Regions from separate parts of the Sus scrofa genome. Here regions 2 and 3 are each linked to region 1. Evidence: chromatin contacts called from public HiChIP or PLAC-seq data. All regions are on one chromosome and are shown on one strand. The core of a region is the stretch at or near the end of the contact, and the rest is flanking DNA. Distances in the headings are between cores, read along the strand shown. Region 1 holds the start of WASL (neural Wiskott-Aldrich syndrome protein). Region 2 holds the start of IQUB (IQ and ubiquitin-like domain-containing protein). Region 3 holds the start of ASB15 (ankyrin repeat and SOCS box protein 15).

The links. HiChIP or PLAC-seq counts read pairs in DNA pulled down with a chosen protein or histone mark.
Region 2: an H3K27ac HiChIP or PLAC-seq map of skeletal muscle shows a contact between it and region 1, with 3 times the contacts expected there. The contact joins the promoter of IQUB here to the promoter of WASL in region 1. A contact is called at or near these places in 1 of 5 promoter capture datasets (fetal liver) and 2 of 2 datasets of contacts at active chromatin or transcription factors (alveolar macrophages and skeletal muscle).
Region 3: an H3K27ac HiChIP or PLAC-seq map of skeletal muscle shows a contact between it and region 1, with 4 times the contacts expected there. The contact joins the promoter of ASB15 here to the promoter of WASL in region 1. A contact is called at or near these places in 1 of 5 promoter capture datasets (fetal liver), 2 of 47 Hi-C or Micro-C datasets (heart right ventricle and subcutaneous adipose tissue) and 2 of 2 datasets of contacts at active chromatin or transcription factors (alveolar macrophages and skeletal muscle).

Annotation. Positions count from the first base shown.
Region 1 is chr18:23,719,956-23,724,548 of Sscrofa11.1, forward strand. It overlaps WASL (neural Wiskott-Aldrich syndrome protein), which reads left to right and starts at 2,233. Exons shown (of 11, transcript XM_003134725.5): 1 at 2,233-2,729. The coding sequence starts at 2,613. It overlaps LOC110257596 (a long non-coding RNA gene), which reads right to left and starts at 1,802. Exons shown (of 4, transcript XR_002340435.1): 1 at 1,664-1,802.
Region 2 is chr18:23,900,806-23,905,398 of Sscrofa11.1, forward strand. IQUB (IQ and ubiquitin-like domain-containing protein) reads left to right here and starts at 2,150. Exons shown (of 13, transcript XM_005673215.3): 1 at 2,150-2,326.
Region 3 is chr18:23,880,002-23,884,594 of Sscrofa11.1, forward strand. It overlaps ASB15 (ankyrin repeat and SOCS box protein 15), which reads right to left and starts at 1,793. Exons shown (of 13, transcript XM_021079195.1): 1 at 1,546-1,793; 2 at 1,276-1,425. NDUFA5 (NADH dehydrogenase [ubiquinone] 1 alpha subcomplex subunit 5) reads left to right here and starts at 1,871. Exons shown (of 5, transcript XM_003134727.3): 1 at 1,871-1,991; 2 at 2,292-2,336. The coding sequence starts at 1,971.

The DNA.
Region 1 (4,593 bases), core at 983-3,482:
CCACGTCCCTCTCTCCCATCTTCAAAATATTCTGTATTCTGCAAGTTTTAAAAGCTGGCATTTCTGGGCTAAAAATTGCTATCTTTCAGGTTTTATTAGTTAGAAACTAATATGATTCTGTCTCTAGATTTATAGCTTTAAAAAGTTTTGTACTTTTGGTATACACAGCTTCTGTGACATAATATATAGCCTAATTAGAAATTCTAACAAAGAAATTGTGACCCAATTCACCATGATATATTTGAAGAATTTATATAGAGTTCTGAATATGAAGGACAGTTTTTGAAGTAGGAAGCTTATATAAATAGAACAAAGGTAAAAACACACATATCAACTGAATGTTTGTTCACACCTTAGTTAAGGGAAGGCAGAACAGACCATAGGCTATGATGGTCAATGACAGACAAGTAGTATTTGAGCAACCACTCTGTATCAGGTACTTTATACATGCTATCTTTATAAATTTTGTAATTTTGAAGTAGGTTTGATTACTTCTGTTTATTGTACACCTTTATTAAACAGAAATTACTTCAGAGGAAACAAACTCAGAAAAGCAACTTGTCCAAAGTCCATAAGGGTATAATGGCAGAACAAGAACTCCATTTGAGGCCTATCTGAAGCCTCTACTTTTGTTAACTCTTTTGGTTCACAGGTTGGAAAATATTAGGGCTCTAATTTCTACTACTCAAGAATATGTAATATTTTCTACTGTCACTGAAGCTTTAATTCACAGGAACCTCACTTTTATACAACAAACTGATTTAGCTTCAAAGTTTATTTTGTTAGCTCTATAATTCAGGGGCAACTCCTGGTTTTCATTTCTACTATTGCCTTTCTAAACCTAATTATTTTATAAAAAGTCTGCTTGCTTTTATTTAAATCACCTTTTCCCCTAGCATTATTATTCATCAAGTTTAATTTAGAAATATCCACATTTTATGCAAGGACTACTAGGACTATATGATCTTATTTGCCTTTGTAGATTTATTCCTACTTAGCTAATTTCATTAAGAGCAGCTTAAATTTTAATTTTTAGTAATATTCTCAAAATGTATCGATAACAGTTTATCAATCTGTTTAGTACATCAAAGATTTGTACTGGGAGTTTTCAGAAACGTTTTAATCAAATAGTTTTACCAAATTTTATCTGGCATAAATGTCTTAAGTTTGATATGGGTAATTTTTTAATTGAAATTGAATAATAAACAAACATGATGGTAAAGCTGATGCAACATATGCTAATTTCTCTAAAGTGGAGAAGTCGGATGCTTACTCTATAAATCGCAGCAGTGGGTATTACTTATCATTTCCATATTCCAAAACACCGTCTTAAGACAGCTGTTTAGTATTTAACTTACTGAACAAAGGGGGTTATCCCAGGTAGCTTTCAATATTCTGAGGCATTTTTTTTTTTTTGAAGGTCCCAAGATTTACTTCCAATGATATACAAGATAATGAATTTTCCTGGGGACATCCCAAAATGGGCACATTCATTTTGGATAAAAGGAAAACGAGGTCTTCGGAGTTTGAGAGAAAGAAAAGATGAGGAGGGGAAAAGGAATATTTTCCAATTCACTAAACGAAGGAAAATGTGTGGAATACCCTTCAGAGAAAAAGAGTCTGAATTTAAACGTTACTAATAAGTGTATCCTACGAAACACACCAGCCAGAGTAGAAATCTCTTCTAAGTGCGTCTGCTTTTTCGGGAACATCCAATCAGCAAGGTCTCTCTTTCATAACATTGGGAGAGGCCTGTTCCTTCACTCCCACTGTTGAAGTCTGCACAAACTTGGAGAAACCCTGGGCACCTGCGGCTCTGAAGAAACCGGCGAGGAGCACAAACGAGGGCGTCTTTTCTCCTATTTTCCGTCTCCAGATTCCAACCTTTTTGACAAGCAGTGCGAACGCCCAGCCGCCGCGCCCCAGAAATAAGAGCTATTCTCAGGAGGTGGACCTGGGTCTGCGCTGACGCTTCTCAAAGGTGTGCGTCCGCAGAAGAGGAGCTCAGAGCTGGGCCGCGGAGACCAGCCGTTTTCTCTCTCCTAGAGCTGCCGCGGAGAACAGGAGAGGAACAAGACCAGGAGAGGAGCGAGACCAGACGCCAGAGCCCGCGCGCGACTCGTCGCCCCGCGTCGGAAAACTCAGCCCGCCCGCCAGCGGAAGGGGGCGTGGCCTCGGGCAGGCGCGGCGAAGCCAGCCGCGGCGTGGGGGCGGGAGGGGGGGCCGGCCCGCAGCCGCGCGTTTCCGGCGCGCTCCCCCGCGTCTTGCGTCCTGTGGTCTCGCCCGTCTCCGCTGCCATGTTGGATTGTGCGGCCGCCGCCGCCGCCGAAGGAGGGTTGGAGGAGGAGTTGGGAGTTTAACGCAGTCGCCGGAGTGCAAGGACAACGACCATCCGGCCAGACCCTGGCCGGGCGGGAGCAGAGAGCTTCCCTTTCTCAGCGCGGTCCGCCGACGGCTCCTCCTTCCCTTGGCCTCCTCCCCGTGCCAGAGGAGCTGCGAGATGCTGCGCCTCTGACTCCCCTCCTCCCGCCCCTGTCACCGAGAAGGGGATCTAGCATTCGCCCACTCGCCGGAGGAGACGGCCCTGGCCTCCCAACCCTGCCGGCGAAACCATGAGCTCCGGCCCGCAGCAGCCGCCGCCGCCGCGGAGGGTCACCAACGTGGGGTCCCTGCTGCTCACCCCGCAGGAGAACGAGTCCCTCTTCACCTTCCTCGGCAAGAAATGTGTGGTGAGTGGCCGAGATCCGTGTCGCCGCGTCCTACTTTGCCTCCTGGGCCGGGGCTGGAGGGCCGGGAAGTGGGAGTGGGGAAGGAGGCGGGAGCGGCGCGGGGAGGATCGGGCTGCAGGCCTGGCCTCTCGCGGCCCTGTCTCCGTGTCGGCCCCCTCTGGCCGGGTTTCCTGGGTGCGGGCCGGCGCGGCCGGACGCCACCTCCCGGACCTGTCCTGGGAACAGGGAAGTGTCACCTCTGCAGGCCTGCCTTGGAGCCCAGCTTGGCCGGGCCCGGGTCCGTGTCCTGGCTGCTGGCTCAAACTTTACAAACAGTCCTCTCAAGGGGATTTTCTTGCAGGACCTGCTTGATCTTAGTAGTTGGGCCCCTGTACTGGCCCCAGTTTATCCTCCTGCGGCCTGATTTGGGGGCACCTTCTTTCACAATGCCAAAGGTTTCAGGAGTATGTAGATCGGGGACTGAAGCCTAAATATGAATGAAACGACCCATAAGGTGGTTTTTAATCTCCCTTGAGGTTCTCAGGAAGAAGTGAAGTCGAGTGCATCGGTTCAGAACGAGGGCAGGAAGCACTACTACTGCTCCCCATTGGAGAGGAACAAGGTTTATTTCTCCAGCAGTCTAGCCCAGGCCTGGTTTCTCTCTCCTCTTGTTTCGTTTTTTGCATTGGTAGGAGATGCTGCTCTCCCGCAACCAAGCTCAGGGGAATCTCGGTCTCCTGCCGTTCTTGGCCTTTTGGAGTCTGAGAATGGTTCTTAGGCTGGTGCTGTGCGGCCTGTTCCAACCCCAGATGGCGGGTTGGGAGCGAGCCGTTCTGCTGTGGGAAGGGGAATGTGTGTTGTTGACGGAAGCATTCATTACATTGGCTGCTGGCACTTCTGGGGGTGGGGAGGTTCTGCTCTATGGTGGAGGCCTTGTCAGGCTGCATCTTACTGCAGTGGCTGGGTTGAACCGTGATTGAGTTTGTTGAAACGCTGTTTGGGTCCCTTACTCCCCTCTCTCCTGGTGAGCACCTGCAGAGTATGTGCCACTGGAACCCAGGAACTACCAAGGGAAATGTCAACAGAGATGTACTTTTTACAACTGTTCTTAGTAGTGTTAAATGGATCCAGAGGACACCTGCTTGTTTAAGAAGTTAAGATTAGACAATTTTTGAGAAGTTACCAAATTAATTGTTAACTTTATAGTTTACCCTTTGTATCCTGTGCCATCCAGTAGGAGATTGAATCATTGCATTCAATTCAGATGTTTCATATTTCAGAAGTTAGGTCTGAGTAGAAGAATAAAATGAGTAGGGTGGCTTAAAATTAGAATTTGGAAAACAACCGTAAAGACATTCAAGCCCCCTACTTCCCCCACACACTTTTTAATCAAGTGAGAAAACTGAGCCAGTGAGCCCTAAGTCACACAGCAATTTGGTAATGTAACCAGAACTAGAAAACCAGGACACCTGATGGCCAGTCTATTGTACTTTCCACTACATCATGTTGTTTTAGAAGAGTTTTTTCCTTATTTGTTATAGATTTATTTCCAAAAGTGATTTTAAAGGAATAGTCACTTTTTTTTTCACACCAGAAACTGATAAAATTAAAGTATAAGATCCTTAAAGGAGCACTAGTTTTTGCATATTTTCAACTTAGGAAAATCTCCAATACTTTGAAAGTAACATTCATTGTCTGCAAATGAAAAAAATTTAAAATTTTGCTGGTTTACTGCTTTTGCTATGTAATCTGTGTCAGAAAGGAAGTAGTTGTACTATGTGTTAGTTACCAGACACATTCAGTTTAGACAGGAAGGACATTACATTTATAAACAGGTATACTGACTCTGTGCTTACCTGTTATGTTTACTGGTTTCAAAAAATGA
Region 2 (4,593 bases), core at 900-3,399, 180 kb after region 1:
ATAAGGTTGCCTACACAGCAAACTATAAATAAAATATGAACGTGTAGTGGGTATTTAACCTTGTGAAGTACTTGAAGTTCTGTTCAGCTTTTCTTCCCTCTGTCTCCTGCCTCTATCCCTAAACCTAGTTTCTTATACTGTCCCTCACATAGAGGACAGTGAATGGTAAGTTTTAAACGGGAGACCCAGAAAGGTAAGTGTTTAAAACCAATGAAATTGTTATTACTAGTAAAATTTAAGATACATTATGATTTGGGGGGTGGCAGTGGAGGCGTGCTGGGGAGAAGACTGCATGCTTCCAATCACACCTGCGTTACTATGAAAGACAAGCATAAAGGAGGCTAATGGAGTCAGACCGCTTGGTTTATTTCTGGCTCCCCCACTAAACTTCTCCAGGCCTTGGTTTCCTCATTAGTAAAAGGAAGCTGGTCACAGTCCTTCCTTTATCTGAATGCTCTTTGCTCTGCTCTTCATGAATAAGTGGATTCATAATGTGATTTAAATGCATTTGGCTTCATTAAAAACCATGAATAAACCCAATTTTATCTGATAATAAAATACATATTTTATATTTTTCTAGTAAAGAATATCTATCTTAAAATGAGATAATGACTGAAAAAATGACATCGGATATTAGGAAGTTATTCGAGAGAGGAGAATGCAATTTCAACAGAATGGTGTAAAAGAATGATGGCATCGAACATTATGATGGAAGAATGGAGCAGTATTTTTATAACACAAATTTTAATTTTATAACTTAATCATATCTTTTATGATTAAATGGTATTAAGTCAAAGGTAGCATAGAATAGTGGTTTAAAAATGGAGGCTGTGGAGTCACACTGCTTGGTTTATTTCTGGCTCCCCCACTAAACTTCTCCAGGCCTTGGTTTCCTCATTAGTAGAAGGAAGCTGCTCACAGTCCTTCCTTAATGAAATTGTAAAAATTAAAAGAGTTCCTATTATGGCTTAGTGGATTAAAATCCCAAAATAGTATCCATGAGGATGTGGTTTTGATCACTGGCCTTGCTCAGTGGGTTAAGGATCCTGAGTTGCAGTGAGTGAGCTGTGATGTAGGTTGCAGATGTGGCTTGGATCCAGTGTTGCTGTGGGTGTGGTGTATGCTGGCAGCTGCAGCTCTGATTTGACACTTAGCCCAAGAACTTCCATATGCCACAGATGCAGGCATAAAAGAAAAAAAAATTAATGAGAAATATATGTAAAGTCCTTAGTAACAAATGATATTTAATAAATGTTAGCCATTATTACAAAGCCACATGAATTTTGTTACTGCATTTGTAATAGGAACGTAATTGATCCTTTCCCCTAATAATGGGTGCTTTAAAAATCTTTTTAATTTACAGTGATGTGAGGAAAAAAGAAACACTTTGTAATTCAATGATTAACAAAGCCTTGCTTCTCCTGATTTAAAAGGGTTATTATTTAATAGTTTCTCTCTCTTGGCGTTCCCACCGTGGCTCCGCAGATAATGAATCTGACTAGCATCCCTGGATGCTAGTTCCATCTATGGCCTTGCTCATTGGGTTAAGGATCCTGTGCTGCCATGAGCTGTGGTGTAGGTCGCTTTGCTGTGGCTGTGGCATAGGCCAGCTGCTACAGCTCCTATTCACCCCTAGGCTGGGAACCTCTATATGCCACCGGAGCAGCCGGTAAAAAAAAAAAAAAAGAAAAGACTAGTTCCTCTCTCCCTTTTCTCTTTGGCTGTCAGGAAGCTAAGAGTCAAGTTCCAAATTTAACAAAAGCGGGTAGCCAGCTACACAGTTGTACAACTGTTTTTTCCTTTGTCAAGGTCTTCGCTACCACTTCATAATTACATTTTCTCTAACCCTGACTTTTTATATCCATGAGGGCAAATTGTTTGGTTTGGACAACAGTGCCATTTCACAAGGGTAAAGAACATCTTAGAGAGTGGTTATGGTCAGAATCACCTTTCGACCCAAGCAATGCCTAGGTAACAGCTTCCCTCCCTCCCTCGGCGCGTCTCTCCGCCCCTCCTCGCCCCTTGGCTCCGCCCCTCTTCGCCCCTTGGCTCCGCCCCTCCTCGCCCCTTGGCTCCGCCCCTCCTCGCCCCTTGGCTCCGCCCCGTCTCCCCGTCCCGCCCCTTCCCAACCGCCCCTCCAGTCTCTCCGTCCCCTGCGCCAGCGCGGGCACCGCCTCTTCTCGCGGGAGCTGTGCCCTGGTGGGAGGGGTGCCAGGGCCGTTCCTAGGATACGACGGATAACAGAGAATTCGGCAAGTGTGGACTCTGCTGTCTAGGAGCCTGAGAAACCGCTTCCACCAAAAAAACCCCTGCACTTATTAGTCAGGTAGGAGGACAGGTTCTGGCTGCCCTCTACTGGCGCGACCCCCCAGACCGACCTTGAGGCGGTGGCAAACGCCCTGGGTTCTGTGCAGGGCGCCGAAGCCGCCGGGGCTCTGGGCGTTGTTTTTCTTCTCTAGAATGTTCCAGCTGTCTCTAAAAAACTGCAAAGCATCTTTCTTGGTCACTTTTCTGCCTCCAAATCTCTTATTTGGGATTCGGAAGCAGAAGCACCAAGCTAGGATGTGTACCTCACCTCACACCCGAGTGCTTATCACGGTTAATAATATAGAAGCAAGACGTTTGTGTGACCCAGATCTGGCATTTGAAAATGTTTACCCTCTCGTAGTGACCGTTTTCAGTCTTGAGAAAATAGCGCTCTCAGACGTTCCTCTCACGGGCTTCGCTGTGGCTCTTAAAAAACTTAAAAACTCAAGAGGGCTATTTGATGGAAGGCAAAACTGGATCCCTGCCTTTCTACTTACACTAATATTCTGTACATATATATGTATGTATATATATATATGAACGAAATTATGTATTTTAGGTCAAAGAGGCACGTTCTGCAATCATCGTAGTGTTTTTCCTTTTTAAACAACTTTTTAAAGATTATAACATTTACACTTGAATAATACATTAAAAATGATTAAAAAAAAAAAAAAAAAGAATGGGAGTTCGCGTCGTGGCTCAGTAGTTAAGGAGTCTGACTAGGAACCGTGAGGTTGCGGTTCGATCGCTAGCCTAGCTCAGTGGGTTAAGGTTCCGGCATTGCCGTGAGCTGTGGTGTAGTTTGCAGAGGGGCTCGGATCTGGCGTTCCTGTGGCTGTGGCTTAACCTGGCAGCTACAGCTCCGATTGGACCCCTAGCCTGGGAACCTCCATATGCCACAGGAGCGACCGTAGAAAAGGCAAAAAGACAAAAACAAACAAACAAACAAACAAACCCCCAAAAAACTGAAAATCTGCTTTCCACCTATGTCCTTCTGCCACCACCCCACCCTCCACTTCACCTTCCAGAGAAATTCTATGCATAAACAATTATGTAGTTGTGCCGGTAACACTGTGCATACTGGTATGTTCTTTGGAGGAGGTCCTTGAAAGGACTTGACCCCTGGTTTACCCAGTACCCAGGTGGGCAGCTGAAGACTCTTTTCCCTTTCCTGTCCTTGGAATGTCCCTTCTCCCATTGTGCCTGAAACAGGACATGTGTTATTGAGACCATATGAACTGTATATATGACTGAACCCAGTTAAAGTCTCAAAACTCTTAAGATTTTGGCAGGTGGATGTTGAGATTTACTGTCTTTAGGCTGCCCAAGACAACCCTTGCTACCTGCCACCTACAATTTGGAGGGGTCTGCTTCTTTCTTCAGTTATCCTTGCGCTCTGTGTTCCAGGCTCAATTTTAGCTCTACCCAGGGAATTCCAGAGGTTGCGAACCAAAAGCTTTGCCTTTTCACTTAATTAAACCATACATGATGTAGCTTTTAGAATTGGCTTCTTCATTTAGCGTAGCTCATTGGAAATTCACCCATGTTGTTGTGTGTGGCAGTGACTTATTCCTTTTTACTGAGGGGGTGATATTCCATTTTGTGAATGCATGCATCATAGTACGGGTATCCATTCCTCAGCTAAGAAATATTTGTGTTATTTCTGGTCTTTTGGTGAGTAAGAACGAAGCTTTTATCAACTCGTGTGCAGATCTTGTGTGAATGTAGTTTTCTTGGATACAGATTGCTGGGTCATATGATAAGTGTGTGTTTAGTTTTACCAGAAAACTGACAAGTATCTCAAGTACTAAACCAATTTTCACTTCCAACATCAAGGTACAAGAGCTCCACTTGTATTCATTGTCATTGGCTCTTGATATTGCTGGGCTAAATTTTTTTTAAACTGTTCTAATAGATGTTTAGAGAAATCTCATCTGAAGTTTTATTTCTCTAATGACTAACGGTATTGAGTATCTTTTCATACTCAGGGACAAGACTAGAGTGAGGTAATGAGGCAACTAGGTCCAACATTTTAGGAGGCATTTATTCTCAGGCATTAGTGTGTGTATAGAGCAGTGCAGGTGCCACACTTGCCTCAATATAGTCCTGGCCCAGCTTATTTTCTTCCTATGTATAATCTTTGGTGACTGATCTGTTTAAATCTCTTACTCATTTTTTTCCCCTTACTGTTATTTTTTTTTCAATTGTGTTTGGAGAGTTCTCTCTATATAATCTGGGTACAAGTCCTTTATCAGATGTGAGTTTTGCAAAAAATTACATCCCAGG
Region 3 (4,593 bases), core at 543-3,042, 160 kb after region 1:
TATTATTCTCTTATATTCACTAAAAATACATTACTTGAGTGCCTATTATGTGCCAGGAACTATTTCAGTCACTTGAGATATGGTAGGAAAAAATTTCCACCCACATATGGCTTATATGCTAGAAAGAATGATAAACAAAAACAGAAGATAATTAGCATGTTAGAAAGTGATGAGGGCTATGAAAAAAACTGAAGCAGAGAAAGGGTAAGGAGTAACTCAGTGGTGATTTGCAATTTTATTTTACTTTAATTAATTAATTTTTTAGGGCTGCATCTGCGGCATATATAAGTTCCCAGGCTAGGGGTCCAATTGGAGCTGCAGGTGCCAGCAGCCTATGCCACAGCCATGGCAACTTGGGATCCAAGCTGCATCTGCAACTTATTCTGAGGCTCGCAGCAGTGCCAGATCCTTAACAGTGAATAAGGCCAGGGATCAAACCCACATCCTCATGGATACTAGTCATGCTCTTAACCCACTGAGGCACAACGAGAACTCCATGCTTTGCAATTTTAAATCTCATGGCTAGAGCGGACCACATTGAGAAGATGATATTGTGTAAAGATTTGAAAAAGGTGAGAGTGAGTCATGTGCCAATCTGGTGGAAGGGTTTTCCAAGAAAAGGGTTAGAAGAGCAGCTACCTGTGTAGGGAGAGGGGAATGGAGGTTAGGTCTGAGAGGTGAGGGGCAAGGGAGCAATTATGCGGACACTGTAGGCAGATGTAAGGACTTCAGCTTTTATACCTTGAGTGAAAAATCACGGAAAAATTTTGAGCAAAGTACTTCTAAAAAGCTACAAAGTTGAGAATAACAATAGCAAAATAAAAAAACTAGTAACAAAAATTACTTGTGTGGTACTATGTTCCATGCACTGAACCAGGCACTTTACATATGTTAATCCACTGAATATATTCCAGAGAGTGAGGCAAGAATGGAAGCAGAAGGACCTGTTCTGGTTGGTTTTTGTTTGTTTGTTTGTTTTTTTACTAATTTATGGATTTACTAATTTTACTAATTTATGTATTTTAGGCACCGCTTATCTTTTGGTAAGTATATGTGGTTGCAAATATCTTCTCCTATTCTGTGGTTGTTACGTTATTTAAGTTTTGCCTTTTACTATTCATATGTAAATACAGTTTTTTCTCAATTTGTTATGCTGGTCTCCCATTGACTTTTTAAGCAAATTCCCTTTTTAGCTTCAGTCACCCTACAACTTTTGATTATTTCCTCTTCCCCACTACCATTGCACTTGGCACAAACCTCTTTTGGAACACTTACCAAATTGTGCATGTCGTCATTGTTCTGTGAATTCCAGGATGTGAGATCCTGTCTTTCAAATTATGTCCCAGAAACTAACACATAATGGGTATTCAATAAATGTTTGTAGAGGCAAGTGGAAAAAAATGGTATGGTCTGGTATCACTTCACCTAGGAAAATGAGAAAATGGATGAGGTACTTCAGGGAGCGAAAAGAAAGAGAAAAGGCTTGTGATAAGAAATGTCTTCCGGCTCTGCTCTAGCTCATAAAACTGAAAATACTGTACCAACCTTTGCACCCAAGAGATTACTTAGACGATAACTCCGCGACCACCCTCCTCATACTGCAGACTACGCTTTGGAAGGGAGGAATTCGCCAAAGGTTAAGTCAAATGCAGGTGCCTAGAGAGACTTTGTCGAAGCTTTTTTGTAGTTTGGAGTGCTCTCCTCACCCTTTGAGTAACCAGTCAGCGTGAGAGGGACAGGACCTCAGACCTAAGACATCTTAACAGAACCCTTTCCTGGAGCACCCGGTTTAGGTTCTGGTGCACTCATTGCGCATGCGTCAATTTTCCCTTTAGAAATGGGCGGGGCAGAGCCCCAGGGAGTGTGCCGAGGCTGTTTCCAAGGTGACGGAGAGGCGGCCTCGGTGGTGGATTGAGCGGGTCTGAGCCAGGTTCCCAGAGGGCAGCGCGTCCAGGCAGCTCGGCGCTGTCATGGCGGGGTTGCTGAAGAAGGTGAGGCGGGTGGAGGTCACCGACGGAATTTAGATTGTGCGGATGGAGTCAGCTCGCGGTTGATGGCTGGAACTGGCGCGGGCTTGGTGGTGCTTTGGGGGAGACTCATTTTGATTTGCCATTAGGCGTGACTAATGTAGTGCCTCGGATCACAGAGGCGCACTCCGAACAAGCGGCTTTGAGAGATCGGTGGCGGGTTTTAGGCCAGTTTTAGGACAGTGGTGATTTTGCTTTTCCTTAGCTTGGGGACCCACGGAATTGCATTAAACAGCATGGTTCACTTTTTTTTTTTTTGCACAGACCACTGGCCTTGTGGGATTGGCTGTATGTGAAACTCCACATGAGGTATGTACCTCTTTTCATTCCTGAGTTTCGAAGGAAGACTAACTCTGCGACCTTGGGAATGGTTAACGAGAAGCGGATATTTCATTCATCGTGAGCACTTGAGACAACAGTGGTCTTATTTATCCGGTGCTTTTTTTTTTTTGTCTATGCTCTCTTTCTCAAACCACTTATTGACTTTTTCCTTGGCATTCTAGTGACGTCACTTGTACTTTTGTGAGTGTCCTCCCAAATCTATATATCCATTTCCCACCTTTTCCCCAGTCTCACCTTTTCTTAGGTGCCTTAGATTCTGAACACTTTCGATTGATTACCAAAGATTAACACTCTAGCCGTTGCCCCCTTTTGTCATCAGTTTTTCCTTCTAGTAGGCCTTTCCTGTCATTATTCAGACGTGATTCCATCGAAAACAAAACCAAAAAATTTCCCATGATCCTTCTCCTTCCTCCAATAATCAATTTCTCTCCTTCCCTTTACAGGTAACTCAAAAATTATCTGTACTTAACGGTCTCCTGTTTCTCTCATTCCACTTTGAAGGCACTCCAGTTAGGCTTGTCCAGAACTGCTCTTTTCAAGGTTGCCATGCTGCTAAATCTAATGTTCAGGTCACATTTCTCATCTTAATTGACCCAGTGGTAGCATTTGACTCATTTGCCACCATCTCTATCAAGCACTTTCTTTACTGTGTGTCACCTCAGTCTCCTGATATTTTTTTCTCTACTCTTTTTGCCTTCTCCTTTTCTGTTTATCCCTCAGGTCCCAATTTCTAAATGTTGGAGTTCTAGGACTTTGTTCTTGAGTCTCTATTAATATTTGCTCTTCTTGCTGTCTGGACCCAGTCTAATCGTTTTAAGTACCACCTATACACTGATAACTCTTGTGTTTCCATATCAGGTATTGACTTCTCCCTTTACAAAAATCTTGTGCATTTGTTTAGTGGGCATTCTCCACTTAGATGTCAGGCAAGCAACACAAACTTAACATGTTTCAAATTGGGTTCCTGATCTTGCGAAAGCCTACTCTTCTCTCAAGTTTGCTCATCTTGTGAATGGCACTTCATTCTGATACTCACCCAGTTCAGAAGCCTTGAAATCATCTTTAATTCCTTTCTTTCTCTCAGATACCCCACATTTGGTACTTTTGTAAATCCTCTGGATTCTACATTCAAATTTTGATCACTTCTCACCACCTCCTCTGCTAATACTCTGTTCTCAGCCACCATGGTCGTGGCTGTGGATAATTACATTTGCTTTCTAATGCCTCTCGCCACTCAGCACTGCCTCAGTTTGATCCTTTTCTACCCAAACTAAAGTCAGCCTGCTAAAATGTGATTCCTTTCCTCAAAATTCACCAGTGGTTTTCCATTTCACTCTAAATATAAAAGTCCTTACAGTAGTTCTCCAGATCACTATTCAATTGACTGTATTGTACTGATTTATCTTATTTGTTGTCTTTCTCTACTGGAATGTAGATTTTCATCAAGACAGGAATTTATTCTTCTGTTCATCGCTAAAATTATGACTAACACTTAGTATGTATATGCTCACTCATGTTTGTTGAGTTAATGTCTTGTACTTGTTATGAGTTCATAATGCCTTTAGACTTACTGTCTAAAACTGAACTCATGGTTTTCCCTTTCTAAATCTGTTTCTTCCACAATTTTTCTTGATGGAATCAGTCTTTCTACTCCCCAGGCTGAGAATTTGGACATCATAGTTGATACTTCTCTTACCCTTGTATCTTCATGTTCATTCTAGTGATGTGTTTTATTGATTTCTTTCTATAACAGCTCTCCTGTATGACTTCGCTTTCTTTTCCCTACTGTTATTACCACAGTTTAGTCCCTTGTTCTTGTTTAGAAGATTGCAACAACCTTGATACTGGTCTTCTTTGTTGCTTCTTTGTCCTATTCTTTGACGAATTAATTTTTCTGAAGCACACTTCTAATCAGTTTCCCTCAGTCTTTTGATTAGCCGTAGAATAAAGCCCAAATGCATGAACTTGGCATGTAGAACCACATGCAATCTGCTTCACTTTTTCTCCAACTTTATCTCCTAAGCATTTCCTATGTGTCCTATATTCTAGCCCTGTGCTTTCCAATAAAAAGGTAATGCAAGTCATAAATGTAAACCATGTTCATAGTTTAAAATTTTCTGGGAATCACTTTTTTAAATAAAGAAAAAGTTAATATATTTTATTTTACGTAACATATCGAAACTATTACCATTTTGATATATAATAGATATGAAAAATTAATGAT